3 separate regions of the Sus scrofa genome follow, and all the other regions are linked to region 3. The links are chromatin contacts, called in public HiChIP or PLAC-seq maps. All regions are on one chromosome and are shown on one strand. The core of a region is the stretch at or near the end of the contact, and the rest is flanking DNA. Distances in the headings are between cores, read along the strand shown. Region 1 overlaps GATAD2B (transcriptional repressor p66-beta). Region 2 holds the start of RPS27 (40S ribosomal protein S27). Region 3 holds the start of GATAD2B (transcriptional repressor p66-beta).

Region 1 (2,700 bases), core at 48-2,547, 89 kb before region 3:
ACTATGTGATGTTAATAATTTAGAATTTGATTCAGTGTTGGTTAACAGCTTTTATGTGGTTATAGTTATCTTTATCAGTCTATTAACTATAAGCACTCAAACACCAGGGACTGAATAACACAGCACAATGCCACATAAACACTGATATTAAAAACAGGGGTTCTGGGAGTTCCTGTCGTAGCTCAGTGGTTAACGAACCCAACCAGTAACCATAAGGTTGTGGGTTCGATTCCTGGCCTCACTCAATGGGTTAAGGATCCGGTGTTGCTGTGAGCTGTGGTGTAGGCCGGCAGCTGTAGCTCTGATTCGACCATTGGCCTCGGAACCTCCATATGCCGCAGGTGTGACCCTAAAAAGACAAGAGACAAAACAAAACAAAAAACAGATGTTCTGGGAGTTCCTGCTGTGCTACAGCAGGTTAGGGATCTGGTGTTGTCTCTGTGGCAGCATAGGTTCAATCCCTGGCCAGGTGCAGTAAGATAAGGATCTGGTGTTGCCACAGCCATGCCATAGGTCACAGCTGCAGCTCCAATCTGAATTACTGGCTCAGGAACCTCCACACCCAACGGTGTGGCAAAAAAAAAAAAAAAAAAAAAAGAGTTCCCGTCATGGCTCAGTGGTTAACAAATCCAACTAGGAACCATGACGTTTCGGGTTCGATCCCTGGCCTTGCTCAGTGGGTTAAGGATCCGGCGTTGCCGTGAGCTGTGGTGTAGGTCACAGATGCGGCTCGGATCCCGCGTTGCTGTGGCTCTGGTATAGGCCGGCAGCTACAGCGCCGATTCGACCCCTAGCCTGGGAATCTCCATATGCCATGGGAGAGGCCCTAGAAATGGCAAAAAGACAAAAAAAGAAAAAGAAAAAGGTGTTCTAGTCTTTAAATTATGTATGCATCATGCTAGGCACATTTAAAAGAACTAAGGAATATACTGCAAAAAATAGATAAGCTACACTATACACACAATAAAAACATTAAGCCTAAGATATACACACACACAAAAAGCTTTTTGATATGGTGCTCCCAAAGAGCCTCTGAATAAGGGATGGGACATAGTCTGGCAATAGTAAGGAGAGATTATTCAGTATTACATAGTGCCCTGTGATACTCTGCCTGTATCAATCAGGTGTGGCAACTGCCTACTCAGATAAAAAGATTGAGCAGAAAAAAACAGCTTTACCTTGGCTGTCGATGACACTCTGTACAACTTCTTCCAAGCCTACCATGTAGATGAACTCGCTATTGGCTGCACTAGGCAGGAAATGAAGCAAGGGAGCAGGTGGTTTAGGGGGTGGAATCTCCAGGAGTGTCTTTTCCAGCTGTTTGCGAAGAGCCAATTTGGCTGCAGCCTGTGAGTTGGCAGCATCAGTCATGGCGCTGGGGCTAGGAAGTGGTGAGGACACTCTGTTCACGGTCCCTGGCTGGATATGGGAGGCAAGGTTCATATAGATGGCAGAGGATGTTGTGCGCTGACAGGGAACAGAAGAACTTGACTGCTGAAACAGATTGAGACAGACTGAGTATAGGGGTCAGTAATCGTATGTGGGAGAAAAAAACAATTCTTACTTTTGAGGCAGGGAATACTACCTGATCCTAGTGTGAACTACTTAGCTCCCCTCAAGCTCAGAAAAAGACATGAGGCATCCAACTTCAGTGAAAAAGGACTCTGGCACATAGGAAAGGAGAAAGATAGTGGCTATGAACTAAAATTGCTAAGAGAAAAATAAAGATTTGGAATGTTTTGTCATATATTCTTATGCTTCTTATTCCCTAGATTCTTTTATCTCTTTCTTCTAGAGAGCTTTTAGCTTACTGCTGCTCTGCTGCTCTCTTCTCCACTACTATAGTCATATAATTTCTCAATGTTTCTACTTTTTGGGACTGCTGTCAACCCACCAAAATTAGGACAAAATTTGTTGTCTTAGAGTTTCTCAATGTCCAAAAAACTTAAAATCTATGATTCTTTCAACCAGGAAAGTAAATAAAAGACAGCTATGTTTCCACATTGGGGCTCCCTCTTACCGGCTGGTAATTGATAGCAGGATTCATATTGGGTGTTGTAGTGCGTACAAGGCCAGGCTTAGGTGGGCCCCGCTGACCCTGTAGCTGGGCTGGGTTTGGTGCAATCACACGCTGAGACATCAACATGTGTGGGAGGGTGGTGTTGGTCGCTGAACGGATGACACTGTGACCCTGAAGGGGAAGAAGAGGAAAAGATACAGTCCTAGGTGGTAAAATGCCCCACAAAATGCCAAAGAGAAAACACTACCTATAACATATAGCTAAGTGGAAACACAGAAACACAATAATTTCATCTAATGGACTATGGGAAAAATCATCATCATCAAAAACCTGATTAGTGGCTAGAAAGTCCCGGGCCTTCCCCCCACCCCCGCAATTGCCCCCAATGCATATGGAAGTTCCTGGGCCAGGGATGGAATCCAAGCAGGAGCTGCAAACTACATCACCGCTGTAACAAGTCCCTGGCTTTTTTTTTGGTATAAGCTATTTAAACCTATATGGAAAAGAGGTAAGCTGGAAAGCACCGGTGTAGAAAGACTGCAATGGAAAAATAAGTTATTCATCTTTCTACTGTGGACTAAATCATGCCATAAAGGTCCAACAGGACCATCTATAGTAATAACACATCTATCAAGGCCAATTCTTCTATGATCTTCACAAAAGTCCTAAAACAGAGAGAG
Region 2 (2,700 bases), core at 21-2,520, 68 kb after region 3:
GCAGTCGCTTATGTCAGAGAGTGTTTGGCCTATGTTTTCCTTTAAGAGTTTGATAGTGTCTGGTCTTATATCTAGGTCTTTAGTCCATTTGGAGTTTATTTTTGTGTATGGTGTTAGGGAGTGAGCTAATTTCATTCTTTTCCATGTGGCTGTCCAGTTTCCCCAGCACCACTTACTGAACAAGGTGTCCTTTCTCCATTGCATATCCTTGCCTCCTTTGTCATAGATTAGTTGGCTGTAGGTGTGTGGGTTTAATTCTGGGCTTTCTATCCTGTTCCACTGATCTATATTTCTGACTTTGTGCCAGTACCATATCGTTTTGATGGATTCTTTTTTTTTTTACATTTCTGTAAATTTTTACATTTCTGAGTTGTTAAAAATGGGCAAATTAGGAGTTCCCCTCGTGGCGCAGTGGTTAATAAATCCGACTAGGAACCATGAGGTTGAGGGTTCGGTCCCTAGCCTTGCTCAGTGGGTTAAGGATCCGTCGTTGCCGGGAGCTGTGGTTTAGGTTGCAGACATGGCTCGGACCCCACGTTGCTGTGGTTCTGGTGTAGGCCGGTGGCTACAGCTCCGATTAGACCCCTAGCCTGGTAAACTCCATATACCGTGCGAGCGGCCCAAGAAACAGCAAAAAGACAAAAAAAAAAAAAAAGGTAAATTAAACTTATTGAAAAAAGGCAAAGAAATTTAAGAAGTTCCAGACATGGCTCAGTCTCGCTGTTTCCCTAAAGAGCTCCTATTGTCAAAGCGCAGCACCAAGTTTTAAAATTGTCCATTTAGGAGTTCCCATCGTGGCGCAGTGGTTAACAAATCCGACTGGGAACCATGAGGTTGTGGGTTCGCTCCCTGGCCTCGCTCAGTGGGTTAAGGATCCGGCATTGCCATGAGCTGTGGTGTAGGTTGCAGACGCGGCTCAGATCCCGCGTTGCTGTGGCTCTGGCGTAGGCCAGTGGCTACAGCTCCGATTCGACCCCTAGCCTGGGAACCTCCATATGCCGCGGGAGCGGCCCAAGAAATAGAAAAAAGACAAAAAATAAAATAAATAAATAAAATAAAATAAAATTGTCCATTTACACCTCGAAAGAGGAGGGGACACTGAACTTCTGGGAGCTCCAGCTCACACTCTGAACGTGGCCACTCCTATGTCTCTCATTTAGAGACCTTCCAAAAATGGCAGCCCCCTGCTCTTTCCACCGCGTGCAGACGGTGAGAAAAAGTCCTTCCCAACATGGCGGCCGAAGGCCCATGCGTCACTTCCTGCAGGACGGTGGATATAAGGAGCAGGATTTCCGCCTTCGCTCCTTTCCGGCGGTGACGACGTCCCTTCGAGAACATGCCTGTGAGTCTCTTGGTCCAGGTTTCGGCGGAGATCTCGCTCTTCTGTCCGCACGCTCCCCTCACGCTGATTTCGGATCGCAGAGGGCACTCATTTGCCCTTCGCGCTTCCCAGGACATTAACTACGGGGACCGCGGAGGCCCGCGGGGTCCCCTGCATAGACGGGAGCGGAGAGGAGATAAGATGGCGGCCCAGCTGCGCAGACACCAGGGGCGGCGAGGGGCGAGCTCTCCCCGGTGTGTGGCAGCGGAGGCTGTTTTCATCATTCCGTGTTCGCCGTTGGTTTCTAAATCTCTGCATTTCTACTTCTCGTAGCTCGCAAAGGATCTCCTTCATCCCTCTCCAGAAGAGGAGAAGAGGAAACACAAGAAGAAGCGCCTGGTGCAGAGCCCCAATTCCTATTTCATGGATGTGAAATGCCCAGGTGAGGAGATAGCTTGTAGGAGTGGGGGAAGCGTTGGAGCCCAAGAATTGCAAAAAGGTCCCATTTCTTGAAAGTTGAAGGTGTGAGATGAGTAAGAATTTTGCAGTGTAGAAGTGACCCAGAGTAGTTTCTTTTCAAAACTTCATCTGCAAAGTAGGAGACACTGGGATGATAGGTTGGGTTTCTGCTGTGGTCATTTTTGTACTTGTACCTGGATGCAAGGTACAGTTACTGAGCGTCCTTCCCGTTCAAGTAGAGGATTCTCTGTTTTTTGACTTTTCAATAATCTTTGATTTCACTCCTTTCCTCTTCAGGCTGTGGGATGATGGTAATGTTTATATTATATGTTAGTGACAAAAAAAACATCGATGGGGGCAGGTAGTCCAGGAAGCTTCCGAGTTGGCTTTAATGTATATGTGGAGCTAGGTAATCAAGTTTAGAATGGGAAAGTGAATTTCGGCAATTACATAACGTTCTGATCTTACAGTTGATACAGGACAGCGTACGTTTAGGTGAAGAAAAGATGGAGAAAGTAAAATAACTAATTTGGTTTTTTCCCCAGGATGCTATAAAATCACCACCGTCTTTAGCCATGCACAAACAGTAGTTTTGTGTGTTGGCTGCTCTACTGTCCTCTGCCAGCCTACAGGAGGAAAAGCAAGGCTTACAGAAGGTAAATGGTTTAATCAGTGTTAGGATTTTGAGGTTTGAATTTTAAGAGAGATCATGTATAATGTCTCATCAAGAGGGTTGGGTTTGATAGTCTTTTTTTTTTTTTTTTTTCCTTCCAGAAGCATTATTAGAAAGCTCTAAATCTCAGAACGCTACTGTCTCAAGCTGGGGTGGATGGGTGATAAAAGGGGCTTCATACAAGCAGAGCTGATAATAGGGTCTTTCAGTGACTACGTAGGAACTGAAGGAGTTGAGAAAAATAACA
Region 3 (2,853 bases), core at 286-2,785:
ACACAGATCTATTAAACCTTCTTATACTCCAGCTGCTGCAAGTCCAAATCTCTCTACTGCAGTCTGGCCTGAAAGCATTGCTCTTTGCCTTAGCTGAAATACACTATGTTAAGTATCTCCCGGCTCTCTTCACACGCACACAAAAGCCTTCTAAATAATCATTTATCAGAAATGAGAAAACTGGTTCTCAGAAGGCTACCTGATTCTCCAGATGACAGCAGAAGAAAAGGTTGATAGGTAGTTCAGTTAGCAGCCACATGCCACCCCCATCAATGCCTCCATCTCCACTTCAGTGCCAACCCTATGAACTAATATTTTGTGTTTGGAGGGAAGTTAATGCTGGGGAAGAATCCAAAGAGACTATCATACCTTTATGAAGGGGGAACGCTGTCCTGGGCCGGCGAATGGCACCCAAACCTCTGCACTTACAGGAGTGGCTAGCTCCTTCGTGTAATTGAGAGCAGGATAGCAGAAAGTACTCTAAGTCTGGGTTTGGTTTAGGGAAGGGCAAGTTCTAGTTCCATCGACCCTCAGGCACTGGACTGGGATACAGACCAAGCGGGTCCCAGCAGCCCAGCTAAAAAAGGGGGTGGTTTAGTCGCTACAGAATACAAGTACCCACATCATACAGGCTGAGACAATCCCCTTCTACCAGAGGGCGAGGGAACCGTGGACGATGAAATAAAGGGGTAAGGTTTTGCCCTCCTGGCCCCTTTGCCTAAATAAAGATAATCAACCCGTGCTTCCTTCACCCTTAAGGATCCCCCATTTGTCCCAACCGCCGACAAACACAAGACTGAGAGTAGGGAGCGGCCCCCGCACCCTGAGGGCACCACTGGGGGTGGAGAGAGTTAAGGGGGGGCGCGCTAGAGAGGAAAGGAGGGGAGCATGGCGGGCATGAGGCAGTGAGTGAAAGCGGGGAAGGCGGGGGAAACGGGGCGCGAGGGAGGGGAGAAAGAGTAAAAGGAGAAGAAATGAAGGGACTCGAGCTGGGGGCGCGCAAGGCCGAAGTGAAAGACCGGGGCGCGCGCGCGGAGCGGGGGGAGGGGATGAGGTGAAGGGGAGCGCGAGGCGGGGGCGCGCAGTGCCGGGGTGGGGGGAGGGGGACGCAAGGCGGGGGCGCGCGGGCGGGCGTCGGCTCGCGGGCGCTTCCCCTCCCCCCGCCCCTCCACCTTTCCCTTCCCCCACCTCCGCCACCACCGCCTCCTCCCAGCCTCCCTCCCTTCCTCGCTCCTCACCGCCCCCGGGCGGGCGGGCGGCCAAGCTGGCCTAGGCCAAAGCTCCTCACCTGGCGGTGGCGGTGTAACTCCCGGCTAGCTCGCCTCCTCAGGCGGCGGCGGCGGCGTCGAAAAAGGAAGAGGCGACGGCACAGTGGGTTCCGGACCCCGCTGACGGGACTTGGGGCGGGGGTGGGGGAGGGGGGCGGGCCGGACCGGGGCGGGCGGGCGGAGCAGACACTGCGGTACAGACGGGGGCAGCGGCGGCGGCGGCGGCTGCACCGGCGGCGGCGGCACCACACAAACAAGGACGCTGATTGGGCAGCTGCCAAGCGCCTCGGCTCCGCCTTCCCCACACGCCACGACGCCCATTGGGCGACCTGAGCCGGCCTCCCCGCCCTCCTCTTCTCGGCCGTACCAATAGGAGATGGGATGCCCGGGCTACACCCCACCCTTGAAGAGTGAGTGGCTGGAGAGGTGATGATTGGCGTACTTAAGACCCAGTCCTAAACGGAGGAGGGGGATGGTCTAGCGGGGGCGCGTTAATGGGTACCTCGGCCAGTCCCAGACACATCCGGGTCTTCAGCAGCCCATTAAGTGTCGGGGGTCAAAAAATCGCTTCAGGGCTGCAACTTTACCTTAGAGACGTTTTGGTCCCCAGGCAGCCGCCGTACCCCAGTATCCCCAAAACCGGGATTCCCCTTTGGCCATTTCTCATTCTTCCAATTCTAAAGATGGAGACGGGGGAACGGCGCTGGGGTCTGCGTTGGGTGGTGTTACATCGCGACAGAATCCAGGAATTTCACGATAAAAGTGGCTTGAAGCGCTCGGGCCTTGCAGTCTACTTGGGGCGTGGCCTGTCTCCGTCTGCCAAAGGCCTTGAGCTTCCTGGTCTTCATTGTACCTCAGCGTGGTCCTGTCGTGACTGAAACCCGATAGGAGAAAAAAAAGGCAGCTGGCCAAATTGCTGAGAAATTACGCCGTGCAGAGCCCTCGCAACTCCCTTTCTAGGGATCTCCTGGTCTAGTCAGGTTCACAATGAGGGAAACAGTCTCCCACGCCACCTAATCGACTAAAAAGGCCCAGCTCCTGCTGGCCTCCGTACTTCCCCAAAGCAGTAAGGCCCACCTAGACTCTCAGCGTTTCTCCAGCACATACCACAAGTATTGTTCATTTCTTTTTTTAATTTTCCTTTATTAAAGTATATTCGATTTACAGGTGGTGTTCTTGAGCACCTTGAGGACAGGCACCAAGTCTCTGAGTCAGTGTGTTAAAACAATAATAGCTAACGTTTGTGGAAAGAAATTGTGAGACACTGTGCTATATGTGAATATTTATTCTTTTAAGAGCTTTACGTGGATTCGTTTATTTACTGCTCAAAACTCTGTTAGAGTAGAAACTGTTATCCCCATTTTGCAGATGAGGAACGTGAGGTACAGATCAAATGCGTTGCCCAAAGTTACACAAGATAAGTGGCAGAGCTGAAATCTAAACTTAGGCAGGTTCAGGTTCAGAGAGACTAAGGAACTTGCAAAGATCAGACAGCTAATTAGTGAGTAAGCCGTGGTTTGAACACGGAAATAACTGGTTCCAGGAGCACTAGAATGTGTTTTTCGAATCACTTATAAGTCATGCT

What was found. HiChIP or PLAC-seq counts read pairs in DNA pulled down with a chosen protein or histone mark.
Region 1: a contact with region 3 is called in an H3K27ac HiChIP or PLAC-seq map of skeletal muscle. The contact joins the enhancer-like site here to the promoter of GATAD2B in region 3. A contact is called at or near these places in 8 of 47 Hi-C or Micro-C datasets (epiblast stem cells, fetal heart ventricle, fibroblasts and 3 more) and 2 of 2 datasets of contacts at active chromatin or transcription factors (alveolar macrophages and skeletal muscle).
Region 2: an H3K27ac HiChIP or PLAC-seq map of skeletal muscle shows a contact between it and region 3. The contact joins the promoter of RPS27 here to the promoter of GATAD2B in region 3. A contact is called at or near these places in 3 of 47 Hi-C or Micro-C datasets (blood, fetal liver and liver) and 2 of 2 datasets of contacts at active chromatin or transcription factors (alveolar macrophages and skeletal muscle).

Annotation. Positions count from the first base shown.
Region 1 is chr4:95,854,533-95,857,232 of Sscrofa11.1, reverse strand. It overlaps GATAD2B (transcriptional repressor p66-beta), which reads right to left. Exons shown (of 11, transcript XM_021089804.1): 6 at 2,021-2,191; 7 at 1,179-1,491. Among named protein-coding and RNA genes, the nearest start is that of SLC27A3, 48 kb to the left of the region's middle. Within about 2 kb of position 1,297, at least 1 of the 83 cell types and tissues checked has an H3K27ac peak or open chromatin away from gene starts, as enhancers often do. A contact at or near this core is called in skeletal muscle, where this site is marked.
Region 2 is chr4:95,698,051-95,700,750 of Sscrofa11.1, reverse strand. RPS27 (40S ribosomal protein S27) reads left to right here and starts at 1,270. Exons shown (of 4, transcript XM_003125735.3): 1 at 1,270-1,342; 2 at 1,655-1,763; 3 at 2,326-2,436. The coding sequence starts at 1,337.
Region 3 is chr4:95,765,671-95,768,523 of Sscrofa11.1, reverse strand. GATAD2B (transcriptional repressor p66-beta) reads right to left here and starts at 1,535. Exons shown (of 11, transcript XM_021089804.1): 1 at 1,289-1,535.